Regions from separate parts of the Capsicum annuum genome. Here region 2 is linked to region 1. A link is a contact called in public Hi-C data. All regions are on one chromosome and are shown on one strand. Each heading gives the region's core, a stretch centred on a gene start, on an enhancer-like site or on the middle of the called end of the contact. The rest is flanking DNA. Distances are from core to core; before and after follow the strand shown.

Region 1 (6,403 bases), core at 1,753-4,252:
ACATTAGTTGGTCCAACCAACTTATCAAGAGAATAAGCAACATTAAAAGTTCATGAAGAATTTTTTATTTCTTCAATATATGTTTAATACTCACTATGCACATCTCTAGGATGTCACAATCGTTCATGTCAATTTATGAAATTTTATACTAGTAAACTCCAAGTTTATCATGACATGTACTTTTTTCTTTATTAAATTTCAGATTTACTATTACATGAATAAATTTCAGATTTACTACTTTAGAAGTAGATTTCAAAATAACTCTTCTCGGTTATTCTGCCTCATTCGGAGGTGAGTTGTGATACCATCACAATTAAGTGCACGTTTATATTAATAAATTTCTCATTCCCCAGGAATGAAATATAATTGTTCCTTAAGCCTATCAAATTATGATAGCTTTTAGCCTCATTTAAAATATTGCTACTTCAGGAGTAAACTGAGGCATACATATAATGTAGAAAACTTTTCTCCAACATATCTTTAATTTTAATCACAATAAGTTTGTGAAAATATCATTGTTTGTCTCCTTTCAGACATATTATGCATTGCTATCATATTTACTTCAAGAATGCAACAAGATGTCAACTTTCCGATTCATCATGGAATAGAGCATTTCAATGGGATTTATTATTTACTTCAAGAATGCAACAAGTTGTCAACTTTCCGATTCATCATGGAATAGAGCATATCAATGGAATTTATGTTGCCTTAGCCATCATAATATCATCAATATGGTGTATTGAGTTTCAAACTCAATGTCTTATCTATATAAAGGCGTCTTAGGCTACAAAACATGAGACTTTTATTTATCATCATATCTTTTAACAATATTGTTCTTCATGAACAAATTTAAAGCATAAGTGGTTCTAAATCAATTATTTTTCCTCAAATATAACAATAATATAAATACCATAATAAATTACTAACCTTGAAATTACCTTTAGATTTATAATTTCACCATGTTTGGCAGAGTCTCGTGCTGATAATTTATAGGAAAAAACTAACCTTTAGTTTCTAACTTTTTCATAAATATATATTCACTATATATGGTAAAATAGACATTCACTAAATATGGTAAATTAGATATTCACTATATATGAAAATATATTTTTAACATTTTGTAATTTTTGCTTATATTGGAACTCTTCGTCTTTTGTTGCCTGCAGAAATGCTTCTTTCAAATATTCCCATATTTCCTTTATTGTGGAATATCCTACTACAAGATACATGCTTTCTTCAGTCATAGTTCCTGATATCCAAGTTTGCAATAAGACATCATTCTTTTCCCAATCATCCTTCTCACTTGGTTTATCAACTTTCTTTAACGTAGAAGTTTCACTCTTCTCTACATCAAATGTTGTTGTTTTGTTAAGTTTGTCATTCTTGACCAATGTAGTCCCTTTTGTGACTTACATAAGTTGCCTAACCTATGTTCTCATAATTCGCGGGCTGAACTTTGATAGGACAAACAACAATGAGGTGGTGCAAATAGACTACTAAAAGTGATAGGAGAATTGAGGGCGAAACAGTATTTGGTGCCATTGTTTTGGACAAATGATCTTACAAAATATTTGTAGTGTAAGGTTAAGATTGCTCTAATACCATGTAAAAATATACAATACAAGAAATGAGGAAATTGGAGAAAGATTTTTGAATGCTATTATTGAACTGTGACACATGTATTTATACATGATAGTAGACTGATTGAGTTAAAGTCCTAGGTTTTATACACTTGTCGTACTATACAAGTTGTAGACTTACACAAGGACTCTCTCTCACTGTAAAACTCCTACTCGATCTTATCTAGAGTTAACAATACACTGATTGCACTTTTGATCATTATCTACTACATTGTGATCATTATCTTCAACAATCAACTTTTAATTCATTTCTTTTCACATTGGTTATGAATGAACTGACGCGTCATATTAAAGTTGAGGTACCATGGTGTATGCTATTCGTCAATGACATTATTATGATTGACGAGACTAGGAGTGAAGTTAACATTAGGCTAAATGTTTGGAGACAAACACTAGGATCCAAAGGATTCGAATTGAATAGAAACAAAATTGAATACTTGAAGTGTAAGCTCAATGATGTTGCACTTGAGATCGGTGTGAAAGTGAGATTTGATTTCCAGATCATTTCCAAGAGAGGATGTTTCAATCATGGGATGTTTGATTCAAGATAATGAAGAGATCAACGATAAAATCACGCACCATTTTAGTGTGTAGGATTGGCAAAATAGTGGTTTATCTCTAGGGTCTTGACTCTTGTGTAATAAAACATCCTTTGCAATTACACTAGAAGTATCAATTATGTAAAAAAAAAAAAAAAAGCTTCAATAATTTCTATATATTTAAAAAGAAATACTTTTGTCGTACAATATAATATTTTTGATTCAAGGGATTCGTTAACTGCCAAAGCATTTGGTTACTCTGGCATTAAGCAAGCATTGTCTCATAACTTTAATTGCTAGGTTCAACTTATATCTGAATAATGTATCGTTAGATTTTTGTTGTGAATTAGTTGTTGAGAATAAAGGAAGAGCGTCATTCGATCAAAACAAGAAAGCTTCATTTGTTAGGCGAAATAATCATTTGGGTCGAAATAAATATTTTCAGTAGCAAACAAGAACATGGGTCAACTTAGAATAGAAGGTTACTTTATTCTAACTTAGAAGAGAAGTTTATTCTTTTATATATTTAGTATTTTTAGTTTCATTCTTTAGCTTAGAAGGGAAGGTTCTTTCTTAAGTTTATCTTGTATAAATAAAGGTCATTGACAAAGAATATACACAGAAAAATTTTTCCCAAACTTTGTTCCAACTTTTTCTTGACATGGTATCAGAGTCAGGTCCATCCTCGTTTCGAGCTCCCGATCCACGCGCCAGTGCCAGTTGGGCCTAGGCGTGGGGGGTGTTAGAGTGATTTGGGTAATCCTCAGCTCTTGAACTAGTTTTTGAGGTTGAGTTAGGCTCAAGGTCCATTCTCGACATTCGTTTGCTAGGGTGCTAAACAAAACGGGACCTAGTAATGTAGACATGATTATCACACCTCAAAAATTAATCTTTTTTTGGCTTTACACCCGGTATCGGCCGGAAGGGATGAATGAAATGTTGCAACATTGAATTCATCTTCAACTAATGTTCAGTACTGAATTTGAAGTCTGACTAATTCAAATTAGCATGAAAACTGTCCCACTTCAAAGTAAAACACTTTTAATTTACAAAGATGATTTAGTTCGCAATGTTCGAACACTAAATTTAAGTAATACCAAGAAAAAACTATGCAACCTTGATTGCCATTCTGAGGTCGCCTCACTCCATGAACTTAAAAGAAATTATATTTAACCTTCTCCCATGTAGTTCCATTAAATCGTAGCCTAAGTTCATTATAATATACATTAGAATAGCAGTGTGAAGCCTAAATTGCTTGAATTTAGAGAGCATATGCAAACAAAACAGAACCATTAAATGTCGATTACCATTGTCTTATTATGATATTCCAAGGTTTAAACAAGATTTAAAATGTGAGGTAAGTGCACTTCAACTGAATAAAGGGAGGAATTTTTTGTAATAAAAAAAGTGATGAAACTTTCCACCTGGATCTACAATCTTCATAAAAGTAAACAAGGATCGTGTGAAGTGTAAAGAAAAAGATAGAGATTCTCCAAAAGGGAATTTTCACTTTTCAAGTGGGTTATGATATCATAACTAGGTCATTTGCATAAGATTCTGCACTCTCTTGCTTTCATTTTCATGTGAAATAGCAGTATTTATCTTTTTTCCTCTCTTTTTGGCCAAACCCATCAAACTAATACTCTAGTGTGTCAAGACGTGTCTCGGAAATTTCCTCTTACCAAACTTCCATTTGGACAATCCACTAAAATAAGATCTCCAAAATCTTTTTCATTTTAATTGTATTTTATCCCCTTTTGTGCCCTTATAAATAGATTTAACTTTATTTAATATATTTTAATTTGATAAATTGACTAATTTGTAGAAGCATATGCACTAGAGAAGCTTTGTTTAGATGTTTATTTTCAAGGGCATCAATGGATATTCTAACTATTGATATTCCACAAGGGGGTGTTACAACCCAAGACGGTCCCTAGTCATAAAATAGTGTTTAGAGTCACAAGTTATCCCAAGCTAATCCAAGGACAATCATTAAGCTAAGAATTCCAAAAATAATTCATAGAAACAGTTACGCAAAAGATGAAATGAATAATAAATTAAATGTTCAAAAGAAAACCAATCAACAATAGTAGAATATGAGATCACAAGCTGAATTTCTAACAATAAGTCTGAAAGTCTCTACAAAGATGAGCTGCTAGAATAGGCCTACAATTGGTATCAGAACCTTGTTATTTAAAAAATACGGAAGTCGTATATATATGGATTACTTGATTAATTTATTAATTATAAATTTACTTGATTAATTTATTAATTATGATTCATTTGATAAAACTAGATTTAGATATTTCTCAAAATATTATTTAAATGAATAACGTACAAAAATATAAAGAATTAAAGCAAATAATATCTGAAAAGCGTAAAGAATTAAAAATAAGGATAGAAAGACTACAATATAACATAATTGTCTGAGTTAGTAAAAACTCAATAAATGCACAAAAAGAAGAAATATCAAATTTAGAATCAACAATAGATAGTGTAGAATATACATACCAACATGATCTATTAACAATTAAATAAAAAATGAACAAAGAAGAATTTATAATAGACGAAAAAACATATGAAAACCACGAAGGATTAAAAATAAAAATAGTATTTTCTAATTTAGGTAGAAGGTATAAGAAAATAGGTGAACATTTATATTTAATGTTAGAAAAAAAGAATTAAAATTAGAAGATAAATTGACAGCTATGGTGAGAATAGAAAAAGAAAATGAAGAAATAGATAGAAAAAAGGAAATAGAAAAAATAAAATAACAAACTACAGAAGAAATACAAAAAATAGAAGAAACTAAAAATAGTAGGATTGCTGAATTAGAAAAAGAACTACAAATGCTAAAAGATCTGTACGAAAAAAGACAGAAAGAAAAAGAATAAAAAGATAAAGAACAAAAATTATTAAATGAGATAAATCAATTTAAAGAAAAATTAGAAATGAAAAATAAAGAAATAGAAACAAAGGAATTAGAAATTAATACAATAGATGTTGAAGAAACAGATAATTATGATTCTAAAGATAGTGAAACATATACAGAAAGCTTAACAAATACAAAAAATTTAGGAATCAATGGAAAATAAGAAATAATTAATGAAGAAAATTTAGAAAATATAAACACAAAAATAAACACTCTTGATAAAAAAGAAGATGAAAATATAATACCTAGAACATCAGAAATAAGAAAACCTACATTATCATAAGAATAAGTTTAAAAGATATAATCTAAAGAATGAATATGACAAATGGACACCAAAACAAATAGTTAATAAAAATTATAACTTTTTAGACTTAGATTGTGTAATAGATATAGAAAAAACAATACAATTATGGATAGGATAAATGACAAAATAATTATTAGATAATAATATAAACGTAATAGATGCACCAGAATATATAGAAAGAACACTAATAGGAACAGTGAAATTATGGTTTTTAAATCTAACTGAAAATAGTAAAAGAGTATTAAGAACTAACAAACCCACAGAAGGAACATCATCAACAACTACAACTAAAATAACACTTATAGAATTATTAAAAAAATATAAAACAGCTATAAAAGATGAATTTAGTAGCATGACAACAACAGGAGAAGAACAAAATGAAGAGAAAGATACAAATAGGAATTTAATGTTAAAATTAGCAATATGTAATATGTGCTACATAGATGAATATACTTGCGCATTTAAAGAATATTATTATAAAGGAGCATATAATACAGAAGAAAGTAAAGAAATAAGAAAATTATATTTTAGTAAATTACCTGAATCATTTAGTTCAAAAATAATAAAAAGTTGGGATGAAACAAAAATAGTAGATACTCTAAGAGCAAAAATAAAATTCTTACAACAATGGTATAGAAACCTATGTGAAAAATATAGAGAAGAAATAAAAATGGAAAAAACATTAATAAGAAATTTAGCATGTTGCAAAGATAAAATAGCACCTCAATTTAGATGCGAAGAAAGATATTATAAGAAAAGAAAAAGACATAAGAAATATAAGAAATACAAAAAATCAAAATATAAGTATAAGAAACCAAGAAAAAGATATTATGTAAAAAATTATAAACATAAAAGACCATATAGGAAAAAGAAATCTATAAAGGAATGTACTTGTTATAATTGCGGAAAATTAGGACATCTAGCTAGAGATTGTAAATTACCTAAAAACCCAAAAAATAAACAAATATCATAAATAAAAATAGAAAAT
Region 2 (6,403 bases), core at 1,407-3,906, 100 kb before region 1:
TACATAAGATGATTCATGTGTCAAGAGAAATTTAGTCCATAGAGCAAAGAGAGCAGTTAATTTATTTAGTAGCCTACTCCAAACTTTTGCAAGAAAATTAAAGCCTCACCTGGCTCCAAGTACATTCAACTCGTAGGAAATATGAGCAACTTCATAGTTTCCAGAAGGCCCTCTAGGATTCATTTGTTTTGAGCCTACAAGCCTAGTCGAACGGCTCTTCACCAGCTTGGCTCCAGCATAAGGTAGAATACAATCATATGCAGTAAACTTGGTTCCAAGGAAATTTGATCTAGCCAAAAAAAAAAAAGAGACTCTTTTATACACTACCTAAGCTTTACCACTCACCCCATCAACAATAAGCAAGCCATACCTTAATTTCCCGATACAAGTGCCACCTCCCTTTGACATTTCATCTGCATCCAGTGACATAACATAGTCAGTGCAGGTGGGCCTCCTGTACTTTCGAGCAGCAAGAAGAAATTTGCCATCATCAGCCAATGCTGCCACAATAAGCAGATGAAAGAAAAATGTAAGATGATTCCAAACTTGAGGGTATATTCTAGCTGAACATAACATCATGCTTCCCTCCACGCAACCCCTCGTTTGAAAAGATAAAACTTCAATAAAACTGAAGGCCTCAGATTCGGAAACAGTAAATAAATGCTCACCTTGAGTCAAACTGAGGTATAGATGATATGTCTGTGTTGTCTGGTTTCGCTTTATAAAGCACTGAAGGAGCGTGTCTCGTGGACCAGGCTGCAACAATTCGGAATACTACTAAGAATACATGAAACAAGGATAAAAGTAATAATGAACTTCATACCTTATATGTAAATTCTTATGAGGGACTTTACAATTTTTTACTTCTTTCTTATTTTTCGCTCATGGGAGGAATGACTCACCATCCTTGATCCAAAATTACCCAGCAATTAGACAGTATAATTCATATTTGAAGAAGAATAAAACTTGGAAGAGTTGTGTAAACAGAAAAAAGTACGCCCTCTGTCCCAGTTTATGTGGCACGGTTCAGATTTTGAGAGTCGGGAAGTTTAATTTTAACCGTGAAATTGTCAATTTTTTTGAAAGAAAATACCTATATTTGTAAACTAAGTAAAAAATACCATAAGTCACAGTAATTGACAATTCAAATATTTACTAAAAGATATATGAAAAATACAGTCAAAGATAAGACTAGTTTGAATCTCGAAATAAAAGGTGGCACATAAATTGGTGTGGAGGGTGAACATAATCAGCAAGAAGATAGAATAGATGCCACCAAAAATATGGAAAATGAACCAAAGAGTGGCCTAGTGCCAAACGTGTATCATTTCAATGGCTTCCTCAAGCTCAGCTTAAGCCTAATCTAATCTTGAACTAATTCAAGCTGTATAACACATAACAAATCTAAGTCTTGAAGAAATGAAATTGTATTAGTCTAGACTATAAGTCATAAAACAAAACCATCTAAAAAAACAAGGCAATTCCAACAAAGAAAAAATAGAACTAACACACCGTTAATCAAGTGGAAGATGGAAATTTATTTACCTGTTTGACAGAAATAGGGAAAGTTAACTTGCCAGAGACTTCAGGAGTCTTGACCAACTCCTTCATAATGTCCCTCCAGCTCCTACAGACTCCAGCACAAGCTACAACATTTTTCCTCAAAGGCCATTTAGATTCAGTGTCCTCAATCCTCATAAGAACCTCTCTCAATAATTCTAAAGGCAAATTAGTCCAACAACTTTCCACAAACACTTGATCAATTCCTTCTGTTTCTTCTGCCACAGCAACCACTGAACTCTGGCGACACCTTGACTTTGACCCATATCCCCACTTCATCCCACAAAACCAGAAAATGCTAAAAACACAAAAATGATTTCTCAAACAATCCTTACAAATTCAACCAAAAACCTCAAAATTCACAATCCAAAATGCACCATAAAAACAGATCTGAAATCCAAGATTAACCAAACACCAAAAAGATTGAATGTTTAACATTCATTCATGTTTATACTCAAAAAAAAAAAGGCAAAAACAACAAGAAACTTAGATGGGGTCTGAATTAAACTGGAAATTTGAGTACTTGATTATTCAGAAGAGATAAATATAGCTGAATCTTTAACATCTATTCATGATGAGACTCAAAAATAATCAAGGCAAAACAAGAAGAAGGCATGCGTATGAATTGAATTAAACAGAGAAATCTGAGTTGTTGATTATTCAGAAGAGATAAAAATAGGTGAATCTTGAAGTGATAGAGAAGCATAAATAAATAAAAACGAAAGTGAAGATAAAGATTCTTATGGAGGTGAAAGTGGAAAAATATGCGTTAAAGATTAGGATTTTTCAAGAAGAGGAGGAAGTCGATGGGGTAAAAGGAATATGGAAACTGTGATTCATGTATTTTTCCTGAAAAGGGGTTAAGGATAAATAGTGGTAAGAAATGGGGGAGCTGTCTCGAGAGAGAGAGTGCTACTAGCTAGTCCTGGTAGTCTGGTACCGGACTAGTAGTGGATAGATAAGTGAATCATTGAGTGAAAGGTCCCACTCCCATATTTCCTCTTTTTCTAGAGCATATGTAGTTTTGGGATATCTCCGATCATCCCCTATTTTCTCGTCTAAACTCTGCTGGAGTGAATTTCCTAAATAACCAACCACTCGAGTTTTGAAAATTTTTTAAAATATTATTTATATTTTGATTATAATATTATTAAATTATTATTTTTTTCTTAAAAAATTATTAAATATTTTTAAAGAATTTTTCTTTCTTAATTGACATGTCATGTTATTAAAATCATATTTTTTAAATAATAAATTATTTAATTCATTAAACTCATTTAATTAAAATTATAGTTTTTTATTTTTTAAAAAATATATTAGTTTAATTTTCATTCTTAGAAATTCTTTACTATGATTAATCTTTATCATATTATTTTACATGCAAATTAAAAAAATTAGATAACTTATCCAATTTAGTGATATTATTTTCATCAAAAAATAATTGATCTTTGTAGACAATTATATATAAAAATCTGAATGATTATTTAGGAAAATAATTCTAGAAAGAAAAAGTATAAATACCTAAGTATGAGAATTTATTTTTATAAATTAATGTAGTATTTAAAAAAAAAAAGATTATAATTTACGTTAAATGAGTTTGATGAGTTAATATGTTTATTTAAAAAAAATGATAGTTATTGATATGTCATGCTAATTACAAGAGAAAGAGACTTTTGAGGTATTTAATGATTTTTTGAGAAAAATATTAATAATTGGGTGATATTATTATCTTAACAAAAACAAAAGTGATTTTTGTAAGCAACTTCAAAAACATGGATAACAATCTCAAAAAATAACTTTAGAAAAAATGAAAGTATAAGTAATGGTAAAAGATTTCTAAGCATGAAAATTCCTTCTTAATAAATTAATGTATTTTTTAAAAAAGAAAAGAATAAGAATATAATTTTGACTAAATAATTTGATGAGTTAAATAGGTCTATTATTTTTAAAAAAAATTAATGACATGACATGTCAATTAGAAGAGAGAGAGACTTATGAGATACTTAATTTTTTTTTTAGAATAATAATGGTAGTTGAATCATATTATTATATCTAAAAAAAATAAAAGTAATTTTATAGGCAATTCAAAAAATATGAGTGATCATTCAAAAAAATAACCATTGAAAAAATATTTTTTAAGTTTAATACTGATAAAAATTTTCTAAGTATAATTTTTTTTATAAACTGATGCATTTTTTTAGAAAAGGAGAATATAATTATATTTTGATTATGAGTTTAATGAGTTAAATAGTTTAGTATTTCTAAAAAATGAGGTTTTGATGACATGACATGCCAACTAAGAGAGAAGAAGACTTTTGAAGTATTTTGTATTTTTTTAGAAATAGAGTGATAGTTGAGTAATATTGTAATCGTAAATGAAATATAAGTGATATTTGAAGAAAATTTCATAAATTTGGATGACTATTTAGATAGAGAATGCAACTCCAGCCATCTTCTATATTTCCCTCTAAAGTCTATATATGCAAAGAAAATAAATAATCACTCTCCAAATATAGAGAAGATTCCTTTTAAAAGTGTAAAATAGAGTTGTTGGTTAGAGTTGGTGTTCTCCAAATATGGAGAATCTATATATTTAGAGTGTAAAATAGAGTGTAAAATGTAGTGTGGTTGAAGATGGTCTTAGTAATCATTTGGTCATGAAAATAATAATTTTTTGAAGTTGAAATTGGTGTTGTGTTTGATCATGAGTATAGATTAAAGTTGTTTTAAAAAATTTGCGAGAGAAATCTGAATGAAAATAAGTTTTACTTGTTTTTATTTTTTTAAATATAATTTTCACTAAGTGAAATAATTCGTAAGATCAAACACTATTATTTTCACTTTTTTTACTAAAGTAAAATAATTTTTCAAAAAGAAAAAAAGTGAAAAATTGTCATCGCTAAATGCCTACTTAAAGTAAGTACCATATTTGTTACTCCTAGGTTGTATTTTAGTTATCGCGATTATCAAAAATCGGATTAGTTGATTTAAATTATTATTATTTTATAAAATTAAAATATAATTAATTATCAATTGCTATTTTTGTTCTTATCTATCTTAATAAAAATAGATAGAGATTAACCTGATGAAAAAGAGGACAACTGTTATTAAGATCAAACAATTTTGATAATTTAATTAAATTACTCTTTAAGAAAATTAATTAATGACACTGATTTAGAAAGCAATTCATTCATATTACATTTTTGCTTCTTTCCAAAAAAAAAATAAAAAAAATTAGATATGGTCAATTAAACCCGTAACAGAAAAAGATAATTTGGGAAAAAATAAATAATATGTTTTGCACTTTGAAAAAGTTCTTCATTTTAAACCATAAAAAAAAGTGTCAAGATTTCATCTATGTCTGAATGGAGATAGAATCAAATTAATGAAGGACTCGTTTTGGACAGTTAGATTTCTTGGTTATGTTAATTTATTTATTTTTTCAAAAATAAATGGTTACACATTATGGTCAAAAAAAAGTATTTGGTGTGGGGGTGATTAGATAGGATATAATATCTTCAACTTATCATGAATGCCAGAGAAGCATGGCCCGTGTCAGCACGGGCCTAACATTAAGATATTTTGATTATGTACGATAAATTAGATTGATATCAATTCCAATTATAAATTATAAAATATAAATAAATAAAACATATTAACTACTTGATAGTATTTTTCAATGAGCCAAATTATCTCACAAGATAATTATGTATAACTTACTCATGTAAATAATAAAATTTGATGCATTTTGAAGTTTAGATCTTTAATCTTATGACTGAGATTTGCTACATTAAGTATACAACAACAATAACACACCCAGTGTTTTCTTACAAAGTGAAGTCTAGGAATGATAAAATGTAGTAATTGCATATTACATCACATGTGGGTTGCAATTAATAACTCAAAATTGAATTGTATCCCCTACTAAGCCGACATAATACTCTTTGTTTTTATTTCTCTTTTTCTTTTATTTGTCAATTTGTTCTTTAAAGTTAAATTAAATTAATATCTTAAATTTAAATTTTAAATGTTTTAAAATTTATATAAAAAAAAAAAAACCTACAAGTTATCATCTTTCATATTAATTTAAGTTATTTGACATTGAAAACATGATAAAATATACTTTTGTAAATGTTTTATCGAACTTTGTTTTTGTATATGTTCCTTTCATTGAAACGTAGGAGTCGTTTGTATGCTAACATTATTTCATGTACACTATTTGATGTGATGTATTAGAACTTGTCCATTCAATTTTGATATATTTAAATAATAGTTTAAAAAAAAATTGCATATACATTCTAAGATTCATCCAGGATCTAGCACGGATTCAATAAATATTATTTTTTGTCTCAATTTATGTGATACAAATAGAATTTAGATAATCAATAATACTTTTAATACGTATTTAGATAATTTAAACTGTTAATTATTGTAATTTATCATATTTTTTATGTAATTTTCAAATAATATACATTACTTTTCTTGTCCAAACTTTTGTGGCATTAATAGTCAATTATATTTTTAAAATAATTTTATTTTTTTAATTATTGTGATTTATAATACTTTTCTTCTATTCCAGTTTAGGTGACACTAATATACTTTCGAGAGTCAACTAAATATTTTATATTTTATAAAAAATTTAAGTTGTTAATTATTGTGATTTATAATATTTTTACATATTTTTGTTTTTGAAATATATAATAGATTAAATTATTTTTAGATATCTTAAGTTGTCAACTATTTTAATTTATAATACTTTTTATGTAATTTTTGAGTAATATATGTCACTCTCCTTGTCCGGAGTTTTGTGTTGTCGATAGCCAATTATGTTTTTTAAATAATT

The links. Hi-C and Micro-C count contacts between places; a contact is called where the count stands out from the background.
Region 2: a Hi-C map of leaf shows a contact between it and region 1, with 2.5 times the contacts expected there. The contact joins the promoter of LOC107842412 here to the enhancer-like site in region 1.

Annotation. Positions count from the first base shown.
Region 1 is chr1:182,845,605-182,852,007 of UCD10Xv1.1, reverse strand. No RefSeq gene overlaps it. Among protein-coding and RNA genes, the nearest start is that of LOC107842421, 44 kb to the right of the region's middle. Within about 2 kb of position 3,002, at least 2 of the 5 cell types and tissues checked have an H3K27ac peak or open chromatin away from gene starts, as enhancers often do. A contact at or near this core is called in leaf, where this site is marked.
Region 2 is chr1:182,945,129-182,951,531 of UCD10Xv1.1, reverse strand. It overlaps LOC107842412 (tubby-like F-box protein 3), which reads right to left and starts at 2,656. Exons shown (of 6, transcript XM_016686254.2): 1 at 1,546-2,656; 2 at 669-756; 3 at 371-500; 4 at 110-289. The coding sequence starts at 1,839.